Linked DNA regions of Sus scrofa: region 1 is linked to region 2. A link is a contact called in public targeted proximity ligation data. All regions are on one chromosome and are shown on one strand. The core of a region is the stretch at or near the end of the contact, and the rest is flanking DNA. Distances in the headings are between cores, read along the strand shown. Region 1 overlaps ERC1 (ELKS/Rab6-interacting/CAST family member 1). Region 2 overlaps WNK1 (serine/threonine-protein kinase WNK1).

What was found.
Region 1: a contact with region 2 is called in a targeted proximity ligation map of alveolar macrophages. A contact is called at or near these places in 2 of 2 datasets of targeted methods (alveolar macrophages and skeletal muscle).

What each region holds. Positions count from the first base shown.
Region 1 is chr5:68,308,772-68,316,042 of Sscrofa11.1, forward strand. ERC1 (ELKS/Rab6-interacting/CAST family member 1) reads left to right here. Exons shown (of 20, transcript XR_002344310.1): 4 at 1,659-1,733. Among named protein-coding and RNA genes, the nearest start is that of ERC1, 89 kb to the left of the region's middle.
Region 2 is chr5:68,133,323-68,140,157 of Sscrofa11.1, forward strand. It overlaps WNK1 (serine/threonine-protein kinase WNK1), which reads left to right. Exons shown (of 29, transcript XM_013997884.2): 28 at 5,286-5,473; 29 at 6,291-6,835. The coding sequence ends at 6,608. Among named protein-coding and RNA genes, the nearest start is that of RAD52, 31 kb to the right of the region's middle.

The DNA.
Region 1 (7,271 bases), core at 935-3,434, 170 kb after region 2:
GCAGATCGGGGAGGAATGAATGGAGACACTCTGGTGTTTGGTGTGAGCCACCGGCAGGGTAGTGCCATTTAAGGAGATAGGAATACCCCTCAGTCATCAGAGGAGGGTCTAGAATAGAGGGGAGAAAATCAAGAGTTTTGTTTTGGGTAAAATAAGTTTGAGTTACTTAGTAGACATCTATACAGAGATGTCAAGTAGGCAGGCAGAGGGCAGTCTAGAAGTTCACCAGCACTGTCCACACGGAAAGTATCCATCTCTATTCTCTGGGGTCATTATAGGCCATCCCAGGGTAATTTGTAATTACTGACTGACAGAGATGTTCACAAAATCTGACAGGAAAATAGCCTGAGAAGGTCTGGTAGCTTCAGGGTAATCCTTGAAGACCCTAACTGAATTCTACTGTCTCCTTCTTTTCTGATCCTGAATGCACTGATATTTGGATTGAAAAAAAATAGCTGTTTTTCTGACATTTGTTAAACATAGCCTATTTTGGAAACTCATTCAACAATCTTACCTTCTTCGTTTTTTTCTCCTCCTTCTTTTTTTTTTTTTTTTTTTTTTTTTTTAACCTGCAGCATATGGAACTTCTCGAGCTAGGGGTCAAATCAGAGCTGCAGTTACCATCCTACATCATAGCCATGGTAATGCCAGATCCGAGCTGCCATCTGCAACCTATACCATAGCTCATGGCAACACTGGATCCTTTAACCCACTGAGTGAAGCCTGGGATTGAACCCAAATCCTCATGGATACTAGTTGAGTTCTTAACCTGCTGAGCCACAATGGGAACTCCCTTACCTTCTTTTTTTTTCTGATTGTAGCCCCTCTGGAGCGAGATTTCCATCCTAGGTGGCCAGGTGGCTATTGCAGTGGGAGGAGATGGCTGTGGAAAGGGTATTGTCAACACAGATGCTTTCAGTAGCTTTCACAGTGCAGTCCATGACTGCTTTGATTTCTCCTTTTGTTTTATTTTATTTATTTATTTATTTTTGCTTTGTAGGGCCACACCCGCGGCACATGGAAGTTCTCAGGCTAGGGGTTGAATCAGAGCTGTAGCTGCTGGCCTACACCACAGCCGCATCAATGCAGGATCCGAGCCGAGTCTGCAACGTACACCACAGCTCACCGCAACACCAGATCCTTAATCCACTGAGCGAGGCCAGGGATTAAATCTGTATCCTCATGGATGCTAGTCAGATTCGTTAACTGCTGAGCCAAGAGGGGAACTCCTGATTTCTCCTTTTAAAAGGGGAATATTTCTAACCCCCTTTTGAATTGTTTGGAGTTCTGAGAATGTCTTGGAGTCATGTGGAAGAGTGATACACAAGCCTGGGAATGTGCTGGAGTGTGAGTTGTCGTAGTGGCTCAGTGTGTGAAACCAGGTGTTCAGAGACAGTCACGCTCCTGAGACCCTTAGCCCCAATGCAGTCTGTGGGTTTCCTGGTCTGCAGGAAAAGGTCCAGGAAACAGAAAGTCATCAGTGTCTCCCAAGGCTGTAGTAATGCAGCTACTGCTCCTCACCTCTCCACTCCCCCTCTGAAGAAAGAGTGAAAAGGAGGGCGCTTACTCTCTCTTGCTTCTCTTTTATTTTTTAATTTTTTTTAATGATTTTTATTTTTTCCATTATAGTTGGTTTGTCTCTTGTTTCTCTTCTGTAGGAGATGCATCGGAGATTTGAGAATGCCCCGGATTCTGCCAAAACTAAAGCTCTGCAAACTGTTATTGAGATGAAGGTAAGTGAGACCTTACTTAGTTAGGAATCTTACATGTCAGTTCACACTTTCAAGTGGCCATACTTTCACATGTGAGTTTCAGAAAGTGGTATGTAGTAATATTTCACTTATTTTGTAGACTGAGAAGAAATAGTAAGATTTAATGAAAGTGACCCATTAAAAGAACTTCAGTTTCATTTCCTTTTGTCCAGCATTTCTTGAAATCAGCTGTCCTCAAACCTTTTGATCTCAGGTCACTTTTTCTCTTAAAGTGACTCATTTTACCCATTTTTAAGAAAATGTTTGCTGATTATCAAGTTTGTCAGTTTTTCTCTGAAATGAGAATAGGGCTTTATGAAGGAAGTATGTGATTCAGCTGGCAGCCCAGGAGCACCCAGTGCTAGCCTGGGGAGCAGTGGAAGTGCCTGGATCCTTCCTGTTTCATCACATGGAACATTAAAAGGTACTTACTCAATAGTTGAGTACTGAGTAGGACTTTTTTTTTTTTTTTTTTTTTTTTTGCGTAGCTACATGTGGAAGTTCCTGGGCCGGGGGTCAAACTTGCGCCATAGCAGTGATCCTTGCCACAGCAATGACAAAGCTGGATCCCCAACCATCAGGCTACCAGGGAATTCCACCAAGGACATTCTTAGGTGAAGCAGTGTTTGCAAAATTTTCTTATTTATCTTTTTTGACTGAGAGTGCCTGACACTGAAGAATAACAGTGACTGCTAGTACCCTCTGGTGCTGTTGTGGTTGTCCTGAGTCATTCGAGTTTTTGCCCATCTTCAGTGCAAATATTAACATGGTGGAAAAGGCATGTAAAGTCATAGTATTATTAGGAAAATAGTTTTGACTTCACAAAAGGACGAGGAGGCACCCCCTGGGTTCCACAGACCATACTTTGAAGACCTCAGCTTTAAGTTAATGAATAATGCAAGAAACTGTGAATCACAGCAGAAAGTTAACTCAGAAAAAGACTGAAAGGAAATTCTACAATTAAAAAAGAAAAAGTTAATGAATAGTTGGAAATCTTTAGGCTGTACATTTATACTACTTGGTGATTAAGATCTTGCCTTCTGAGTTAAATTCCCTAGATTCAGAATCTGGCTTTACTTAATTAGTGCATAACATAGAAGAAGTGCCTAACCTCTTCATGCCTCAATTTCTTTGTTGATAAATAGTGATAATAACAGTACCTGTTCCATGGGTTGTTTTGTGGTTAAATTAGTTAAAGCAAGTAAAACACTTTAAACAGGACCTGGCACATAGTAAACATTTAATCAATGTTACCTGTTATTGCTATTATTATTTTTATTACCAATGTATTCTTTCTTACAAAAGGCGGAAGACTGTTACAGATAGGAGCTCCTCTACCCCCAACCCCCATTTCTCTCTCTCCCTCGTGCACTCTCTCTCTCTTTTTTTCTTAAGGGATGCACCTGTGGCATGTGGAAGTTCCCAGGCTAGGGGTCCAATTGGAGCTGTAGTTGCTGGCCTACACCACAGCCACAGCAACACTAGATTCAAGCCAAGTCTGTGACCTACACCACAGCTCATGGTAACACCAGATCCTTTAACCCACTGAGCGAGGCCAGCCAGGTATTGAACCCTCATCCTCATGGATGCTAGTTAGGTTCGTTTCCATTGAGCCCTGATGGGAAGTTCCTCTGTCTCTTTTTGAAACTTCATATCCCCTAAAAAGTTTGACAGAGTGTTTTGTATTGTGGTCTTTCATTTAATATTTGTTGATGTGACAAGAATATTTAGTTTTTGGTATATAAATAGCTTTATGTAAATAAATATTTCTCAAGTACAGTTCTGAGAACCTATTTCTTAGATGATTTCCTCTTAAAATTTAGTTTATATTGTATACATCTTTATTCTTACTGGGGGAAGAGTTTACCAAACAAATTCCAAATTAGCGGATTCTGAGTTCTTTGTAGTTAGACAGTTATTAGTCTTGAACATAATCTTGTAAAAAGTCTTTAGAAAGGTTTAATTGCATGTTCACATTTCCAACATGTTTATTTGTACATGTGATTTCCTGATCCCTGTTGGAACCTAAAAATAAAACACATGAGTCTCTCTATTTACGGAATTATTTTACCTGCCTTTTGACAGCATGGGGAAGTGTACCAGTTTTAACTGGCAGTAACTCTATTTTAGGTTGTATTAATTTTCGGCCATCCTACTAAGAAGGAAGAGATTCCAAAATCCTAGTGGCCCAGTGGGGTCAGGTTGTTGTTATGTTGAAATCACAGCTGAAATAGTTAAGATGCTGAGAGTGGCATGAGCTTGAGAGAATTGTGAAGCTCTGGAGAGAAGGAAAAGGAAGCTGATTGGTAGACTGTGAAAGAGCCTGCAGGTCTTCAAGGTGACATAATATCTTTTCTCTTTCCTCCTCTCCATCCTCCTCCCTTCTCCCACCCCTGTACTTGTTTCAGTCTTTTCCCTCTGCTCCCTTCTCTATTCTTCTTTAATTTTTTTCTTTTTCCTTTAGCTGTGGAGGAGCAGGAAAGAATTACCAGACTGCTGTAGGGTTAGAGTTTTGCTGAGTAGATATAGCAGAATTACTGGGATGCACATGAATTGAAGGAGTGGTTTGGATGATCAGTCCAGGAATGTAGCCTGGATTGGAAGGAAGAGAATTCAGAGTGGACTGACAGGTTGGATGAAAAAGTGAAAGGAAAGTGGGGATCTCTATGAGATGGAAGAAAGGCAGTTAATGAGAGTGACGATGTGACAGGCCTGGGAGGAGAGTCCTGGGTGATGTGGTATTGAAAACTGGATACTAAAATGGACTGGAGGATGAGTTCATTAGAATTAAGGATGTCAAGGATTTCAGACATTAAAATCCTAGGATGATGGCAAGAGTGGCATTTGAAGGAAAGGTTGATTGTGAGCCAGGTGCTGAAGACTTCACATGGGCAGGGCTGATTGGGAAGTCCCTTGGTGCAGCAGTGAGGACGGGGAGAGAAGAAGAGAAGGAGCTTTAAAGGGAAGGGCATTGAGAAGCCTCGAGGATGCCCACACTTTCCCTGCTGATTTTTGGTGCTGGAGGATTAGTGAACCTCACTGGAGAGAGTTTGGGGAGATTATATCCATTGGGGATGCCAGGGTTTACTTGGGGTAGGGGACAACTTTTGAAAAGAAATTGAAGATTTGGGAAATTGAAGATTTTGGGAAATTGAAGATTTGGAGCAGAGGATTTCAATGGGCTCTGGGGGGGTTAATGATGGGAGACCCAGGGCTGGGAAAGTACAGAGTAGTAAGATGATAAAGAATTTACTGACTTCATTTATATATATTATGCATTCTAGGAGTAAGAAACCTCCTTGGAAAGACTCTCCTCAAACCCAGCCCGAGTGCTGGTTGAGTTGGTGGTAGAACTAGTCAGGCATATCAGGCATTCATTTTCTGGTCTCATCCTAGAGAGCAGCCTGCAGGTTCTTTTCAGGGTAGTCAGTGCCTGCCTCCTGGCTTTCAGAGCTGCAGTTATGATCTCAGTGCATGATTTCATGGTGCTCGATTGGTAGTGAAGTTGCTGATTTGGTCAAGAGCAGCCTCTCTATCTGGGTTGGGATTAGGGGAGAAAATGGATGTTTCTTTTCTTTTTTTTTTTAAGGTCCACGCCTTCGGCACATGGAGGTTCCAAGGCTAGGGGTTGAATTGGAGCCACAAGCACTGGCCTACGCCACAGCCACAGCAACACAGGATCCGAGCCACGTCTGTGACCTACACCACAGCTCACGGCAATGCCAGATCCTTAACTCACTGAGGCCAGGGACTGAATAAGAGTCCTCATGGATACTAGTTGGGTTCCTTACCTGAGACTCAGCAGGAAATCCGGATAATGTTTCTTGGAAAGGGCCTTGTAGGGGCTTCGTGGAGGTGGAGGCTGTGCCATGTGTAAAGCCAGGGTTCTCAGCTGGAGGCTGCTTTGTCTTATGTGGACACCAGTGATGCTAGAAATATGTCCTCTCTCTCTGCTGTCCTCTTTCCTTACCACCCAGGCTGATGTCAGAGGTGAACCACATTTCACTTTCCTTCATTTGCTGGCTAGTCACATGCCAGTACCTATCACTTCAGTCATTCTTGAGGCACAACATCCTGATATTTCCAGGAAGATTTAGGGTGATCTTAGAAGTGAATTTTCAGATAGTGCATTTGAAGTAGTTTATTTATTCCTTATGGGCCAGGATAATTTAAAATGAGTAAATCAAAATCCTGGTTTGGAGTGTCTTTTGATTGTATTAATTTAATATTTTTAGAGTGTCTTTGATTGTATTAATTTAATATTTTAAATTTTGAACCAAATCTAACTTTCATTTGAATAAATATGTAAAAGAAAATTTTCATTGGTTATTTTTAAAGGTAATACAATGCAAGTCTAAAAATGGCTGGTTGTAATTACTTCGTGATAAATCCTTTAACTTTTTTTTTTTTCCCCCACTTTTAGGGCTGCACCCTGTGGCAAATGGAAGTTCCCAGGCGCCAGGCCCAAGAAGAGCTGCAGCCACCAGCCTACGCCATAGCAACACCAGATCTGAGTTGTCTGCAACCTATACCACAGCTCACAGCAATGCCAGATCCTTAACCCACTGAGCGAAGCCAGTCATGGAACCTGCAGCCTCATAGATGTTAGTTGGGTTCGTTAACCACTGAGCCACGGGGTTCCCAGGACTCGGGTTCAATCCCTGGCCTTGCTCAGGGAATTAAGGATCTGGTGTTGTCATGAACTGTGGTGTAGGTCGCAGACAAAGCTCAGATCCAGCATTGCTGTGGCTCTGGCATAGGCTGGCAATTATAGTTCCAATTGAACTCCTAGCCTAGGAACCTTCATATGCTGCAGGTGTGGCCCTCAAAGACAAAAAGACCAAAAAAAAAAAGGCCTCTGAACCACAATGGGAACTCCAAATCCTTTGACTCTTATCTGCATGCTCTTGGAGTTATGATAGCAAGGAACGTCAGTCAAGACATCCTTGAGATAAAGTGAAAAAAAGGAAAGTCAATCCCAGAATTTCTTCCTAGAGGAATGGTTTCCTCTAATATTCCAAATAAACTAAGCTATACTTAATTTATGTTCTTTAAGTTATTTCTTAGATGATTAAGCATATCAATTATAGATGTAAAAGTATTTTATCTTGGAGTTTTCTGTAGGTGGTATCTAAAGTAATCTGTGGATAAACTAGATACTGTGACAGACAAAAACCAAGAAAATGAGTATAGAAGGATATTGTTTTAGGAGGTGATATTTGTGGTGATGCTGATTTACAAGGACAGAGATGTTTCTTTTAAAAAATTATTGTGAAATATTTCAAATGCATGGTGAAGTATAGCAAACAAGTAAAGTAAGTAATATAGTTGTCCTCCCTTATCTGCAGGTGATATGTTCTAAGATCCTCAGTCTTGGACGGGTGGGATGTTAACAAATCTTTATTAATGTAGATATAGTCAAACACCATTGTATAAATCTTTGAAACTTTCTTACTCTTCTCACCACTCCTTTAGGGGAAGAAATAAACCTTTTAGGGGTTGCCAGGTAAAATGGTAAAA
Region 2 (6,835 bases), core at 2,554-5,053:
TGAGCGTAAGATGAGTGTGTTCTCAGGTAGGAGCGCTATCTGGGCAGGTGGAGGGGCTGGGGCCTGGTCCTCCTGCTGCAACCAGGCCTGTGCTGTCCCAGCACGTCTCCCACCCCAGCCTCAGGGTTCTAACGTCTCGTAGCTGTGTTCTGTCTCCTCTCTTTGTTCCTCCCCATTCTCCCTTCTCACAGGCTGTGCGAAGTTTAACTGTGCGTCTGAGCAGGTGACGTTCAAACCTGGTGGCAGGAGGACCCGATTTCTGAGTACGCCCTGCTTGGCTCTTTGTGTGTAACACCTTTACTCCTTCCTCGTCCTCGTGTTTCTGCCGCTTGGATCTGATGTTTCACGCAGTCCATTTTCATTTGTTCTTTGTATATCATCTACTCAGTGGCTTGGCTGAATGATGATTACCCTCAGAAGTTTGGGTCTCTGTAATTATGAAAAAACATGTAGAAATAACAATAGGTTTCTGTAAACTTCAAAGTAACTTTCTGGGCCTCTCAGTAGGCCTTTGACAGAGGGCAGATGTGGTGTCCAGGCTGCAGGGACTGTTAGGTCATTCAGCATAATGAATGCCGAACACACAGTCCTGTTTAGTGCTGCCCCTTGCTCTGGCATGAGAAATCACCGAGAACCTCTTGACCACAGGTGCAGGTAAACGTTATACCCTGTTTTTCTGTTCTTTTTCAGAGTAGATTAGAATCTTTTAATTTTTTAATCTCGATTAAGCATAACTGTCTATTAATTGAAAAGATGCCAGAGTCTCTTCATTGGATGCCTTCACCACCACTACCCTCTAAATCCATAAAATCAGTATTTCAAAAAAGGGTTCAGTGTAGTTCTTCTCATAAAGCTTATCAAATACCAAAGGTCAACACCTATAAGTGAAAATGGGCTATTTAACAAAATTGCTGGGATTTCCCAGCTTTCTTCCCCCAAACAAGGTGCAATAGCAAGTCACCCAGCCTCTCCAGCCCATCTCCCCATGTGTGAAATGAAGGTGGTCCTGCCAGACCAGATAAGATCACGTGCACGAGGCAGAGCGCACTGGGGAAACAGCATTTCTCTGAGTAGCCAGAGCCTTCCTGGCACATAGCAGGTAGTCGATAGACATATATTGAAATAAAAAGTGTTAAAACAAAAATAAAATAAGGATCAAGTAGAAAACCTTTGCTAGAGTTTAGATAAAGATCTTTTCTGTAAGGCTTCAAACTTCTGATGTGGTTATTGAAGTGCTTTTTTAAATGCATGTGCTAAGGCCATCATTGTTTCTGAGTATGGTTCAGAGGTCCTTGGGCCTCACATAGCACTAGTCCAGAGCTATTTAACAAAGAGGGAAGTGGAAGGCATTACCCAATTTGGTAGATTTGTGGGCACTCAGATCAATAGCTTTTCTGGTTAGGCCAAGCTAGACCAAGAACATTAGCTCCTTGACACTTAAGTAAGCATTTAATTTGTATTTCCAGCTAGAAAGATGAAAAAACACTAACAGGAAGAGACAAGTGTTTTTAAAGTAGAATGTGATGTGTCAGGCCTATGTTATTCTGCAGGCTGAAGTGTCTTAAGAGGGAAGAAAGAAAACCAAGGCTTTTCTTGTGAAGGAAGTAGAGTGTGATGGGTACCACTTCAGCTTAATTAATTCAGTAAATTCTCTTTACACTTTTAAAGGTAGGTGGTATTACACTTTGTTCACATGAAAGTGGTCAGAAGTGTTAAATCTTAGCACTTCCTTCTGGGTCTAAAATGAGAGGTCCTATCTCTGTCAGTACACATCACATAAGCCTTGGTGAACAAATCACAAGATTATAGCAAATGCAGAGAGAAACAGGGGCTCCCAGACATGAGCTCCTAGCTAATCTGGGATGCATTACTCTAAGCTCTCAAAATAAGAGTACAGTTTGGAAGCACGGCTTGGCTTAATGCTTTATTTATGTTCAAAAATTGCTTTTAAAGATTTTTCTGGGGGGAGGGGTTAGGATGTACATTAGGATGTGGAAATATATGAGCCAATTTAAATTAAAACTGTAACAATGGTACCATCTGTTAGCCTTCTGTGGTAGAACTGCTAATGCATTTAATTGAGTGCTTTTTAACAACCCAGCAGGAGAAACAGAAAGTGGGACAGGATCGGTGGAGAGACTGCTTGGGTATTTGAAATTCAAGCAGTGAGACCTGAGAAACTGGAGTTCCTCCCCATGCCAGAACTTTGACGCGGGGCATTATTCTTTCAGATACAAAGATTGGGTGTGGAAACTTGACTTCTGTCAGCCAGGTACCCCAGGTCACCATGTCAAGGCCAACAGCCAGTCAGGTCCATCGCACAGAACAGTGTCTGTGACAGGGCTCCCAGGTCCCTCCAGTCTGTCCCCCTCCTGCTTTCTCTTGCTGGGACTCTATGTGCTGTTTAGAGATTCTAAATATTTTACACTGATGTTTCCTTATCTTTAACACATTGCTCTCTCTTTGTGCTTCAGGGAAGATGGTGAAAAAAGTCTGTCCTTGCAACCAGCTCTGTAGTAATTATCTTTTCTTTCTGTTACTTCTGGTCCTTGATTGCAAAGCCTTTTGCCCTTGAGGTCTTTGAACCCCGAAGCCTCACAACTCCTGGATTTCCAGCTTCCATTTGGCTGGTGCTGCACCCTTCTCTGGTTTCGTCTTTAACACGCTCAGTTGCTGTCACTGGCTGTCCCTCCAGATTTTAGGTCACCACATAGTGCCCTAGATGACAGCCCCACTGTGGGGGAGGGGAGGGCACCCGTGGATGTGTGTAGAAGGATCAGGGGTGCCTAGCTCCTTAGGGAGAGAGTCCTGTAGTCAGAAGTCACCACGTGTGCCAGCCGCTGCGGGCACACTGGAAAGTCAGCAGGGATTACAGCAGCCAGAGTCATGCCCTCATATCACAGTGGGAGGCAGCTGCTGGGCAGTGAGGACAGGGACAGCATTGTAGACAGGTGGCTTCTCGTGAAAGTGTGGACAGTTCTACGGCCCAGCAGGCCACCGAGAGGTTCCTCCAGAAAACTCTGTGCTTGGGACACTGGGCAGTAAGTTGTGGCTCGTAATAGGCTCTTGTTACTGGATTTGTGGGGGTGGGGGAATGTGTTAAGGCAGGAGAAGAGTTCAGCTAGGGAATTTTGGGTGGTAAAGGATGCTACTTTTAGAGCTTTTCAGCAGAACCGAAAAAAGGCTTAAAGGTTAGCCAGCAGCCTCTCTGGAAGGCAAGCAGCGTTCTCAGAAATATCTACGTGCTGCCAGTGTCCTTAAAACATTTTACTGCTACAGTGGACCAAACAAGCACACTACGCATTTTCCTAGATTTTATTACTAAGTCAGCTTTTCCTGGGAGTTAATTTCTGGTCAGAAAGGAGTGTGTTTGTTTCCTTCTCTAATGTGGAGATCTGTTTTCAGAAGCCAGAATAAGAATGTTAGCTGTATGGTTGCCTCTCCCTCGTGGTATAAACCCCACTTTCAGAATCCAGTATCACGTAACATGGATGAAAATGAAAAATGAAATTCGGTTATAAAGGGGCCTCACAGCATCAAAGGCGACTAGCATGAGACTAGAGAGTGTGACCCCAGCATGAACGAGTTGTGTCCAGCAGTGTTCACCTCTGCCAGCTTCTGTATTTGGCTTTTGAAAGCTCTGCTCACTTGTGACTATTTGTTTCGTTTTCATTGTCTCACTGACCATCCAGCTCCTGAAGCAATACTCATTCGAGGAGGATGCTGTCCTCATGCGTGTGACACGCTTGCTTTCTGGTTTCCTCATAACCACCACTGCCTGTGCTTCCCTCCCACACTGTCTCACTCCTGCCTCCCCACTTTTCCACCTGGGTTTCCTGTCCGTAGGGAACTGACTCTTCCCTTCACACTGTATGTGCAGTAACCCCCTCCCCCCACCCCCCAGCCCCGTGGCTCTGCGAGCACTGAGGCCACGCCTGCAGTAGTCCTGTGTCTTGCCTTGGTGGTAAGAAGCATGTGACCTTCCTCACTCTGCAGCTTCACCTCGGAACTAGCTGTTCCCCAGTGCAGACGTGCTTGTGTGTGCCATTCCCCGGGTGTAGGGTGTAAACTGGACTCAGGACCAGTAATAGATTAGAGGGCTTTTAATGGCAGAGTTGCTTCAGGTGTGCTGCTGTGCTCTGGTGCTGCCTTGACCTTGAAAACAGGAACGTGTGTATTTAAATATTTAGCCCCCGCATTATTTGGATGTCTTAAGTCCTAGAGGCTCACAACTTACTATAGTAGCTTTTATTTATTCTGTAGCAAATGTGAGATGTGGTAAGAAAGTGGGGGGTGAGGGGAAAAAAACAAGACCATGACTCTTCTTTCCCTCTTCCCTAAACTTGCCTCCTCGAATAATCTTCAGTGTGCCCTCCAGCAGAGCCGAAATCAGGCAGGCCACAGACTTCTCCTTTGTTTCTCATCACACCATAGAGATAGAACTCCTTCATCACAACCCCCGAGCTTCCTCCTCCCCTGGCACCCCTACCGCAGCTGGATGTCCTGTTGCTTCCACATGAGAGTGCTTGCTCTTCTGGGAAGAGGGGGGGGAAGGTGAGCCAATTGAAACTGAGGTCACCTTCAGGAAAGCCACGTCCTCCTGGAGTTGAAAGACTCAGGCACACCACAGAGAACCTTCCTCATGAGTGCTCACGTTTTTGACTCATAGGAAATCGGGAGAGATTGAAGCCTTAACTCTCCCAAGTTTATGTTCGCAATTTCTGTTTATGCATCCAGGTGAAAAAGTTTTCTGAACAGAGCATGCCTTCTCTTATCGTCCCTTTCTGTGAAAGAACGGCTAAAGACCACATGGCATCACGCGGTTTGGGAGCCCATTTTCCCTGGCCTGTCTTTGCATTCCTTCAACTCCTCCATGAACCATGCCCTTCTTTTGCCCTACTCTGTAATATTCTAGAGCAGCCAGCCTCATTGGCCATCCCACTGGCCCTGTTCAAGGTGGCGCTGGGAGTAGAGGCCTGGTGGTGAGTTTCCAAGATGCCACGAGAGTGGGCAGAAAGAGGTTCCCACCCCTTGCCCTTTGTCCCCCTTAGATGTCCAGCCTCATCTGCAGCTCCCGAAGAGAACCTGTTTTTATCATCCTGTTTTGCCTAAGTAAGATTTGGCTAATAAATAAGATCCTGGAACCTCCTTTCTTGCATGGCTTCCCAGTTCATCCTCCCCATTCTGTGGCTTGCCATTCATCATCCTAAGAAGTGTTTCCTCTTCCTGAAGTTACAGCCCAAGCCCCTTTTAATAGTGTACTTTGTTGCTTCTTCTGACTTTAGGAACCAGCAGCACAAACACTGTTGGAGGAACAGTGAGCAGCCAGGCTGCCCAGGCTCAGCCTCCTACCATGACGTCTAGCCGGAAGGGCACTTTCACAGACGACCTGCACAAGTTGGTGGATAACTGGGCCCGAGACGCCATGAATCTCTCAGGCAGGAGAGGCAGCAAAGGACACATGAGCTATGAGGTCAGTCTTCTCCTTGTGCCATCTTGCTTGCTGATCTGTCAATGCGATGTAACACACGTCCGAATCATGCTGGTGGCAAGACAGAAATCACCCAGGTCCCCTTTTAGTTTTCCTCCCTAAATCCTTCATTCCCTATCGGTCAACTCAGTCTTCTCGTCCCTTTTCCTTCAACATCCTGAGCTGCATGCATGAGCACAAGGGCGCACACACAGACTCGATACCACCCACCTCCAAGTATTTGGACAGAAATAGACCCACAGACATAGAAAATAAATTTAGGGTTACCAGAGGGGAAGTGGGGGGATAAATGAGGAGGTTGGGGTTGACATACACTCACTACTATATATAAAAGATGATCAACAAGGAACTCCTATAGCACAGGGAACTCTATTCAGTATTTTGTAGTAACCTGTAAGGGAAAGGAATTTGAAAATAAATGCACCTGTCACTAAATCACTATACACTTGAAACTATCATGATATTGTAAATCAGCTATACTTCAGTTTTTAGAAAATCTGACTCAGAGTTCCCTGGTGGTACAGCAGGTTAAGGAGCCCATTGTCACTGCTATGGCTCAGGTTCAATCACTGGCCCAGGAACTTCTGTATGCTGTGGGTGGGGCAAAAAACAAAATCTGACTCAAAAAAAGAACAATATTAGGTAAATGTTAGGAGGGCAACAATGATTGCTGGTTTCGTCTTGGTCTTGGTCTTGCTGTGCCTTTTAAGATCGGGATACCTCGAGCCCTATAGTCCTATTTCAGTGCAACGCATCTCATAGCCACACCAAGCTTCACGTGGCCTCGTTCTCTTTACAGGGCCCTGGCATGGCGAGGAAGTTCTCCGCACCTGGTCAGCTGTGCATCTCCATGACCTCAAACCTGGGTGGCTCAGCCCCCATCTCTGCAGCATCAGCTACCTCTCTAGGTCACTTCACCAAGTCTATGTGCCCCCCACAGCAGTACGGTTTCCCAGCCCCCCCCTTTGGCACACAGTGGAGTGGGACAGGTGGCCCAGCACCACAGCCACTCAGCCAGTTCCAGCCTGTGGGAACTGCCTCCTTACAGAATTTCAACATCAGCAATTTGCAGAAATCCATCAGCAACCCCCCAGGTTCCAACCTGCGGACCACTTAGACCTAGAGACATTACGAAGTAGATTTGGGGGCAGGAGATGGAATGGTGAGGGTGGGTGGGAGGGGGGTGGGAAAGTAGCCTATATACTAACTACTAGTGCTGCATTTAACTGGTTATTTCTTGCCAGAAAGGAATGTTTTTAATACTGCTTAGAGCCCTCAGAATGGGGAATTTGCCCCTGCCCTCCCCACTTACTTACTGGAGCAGGTGAGAAGGAAAGGGCAGCT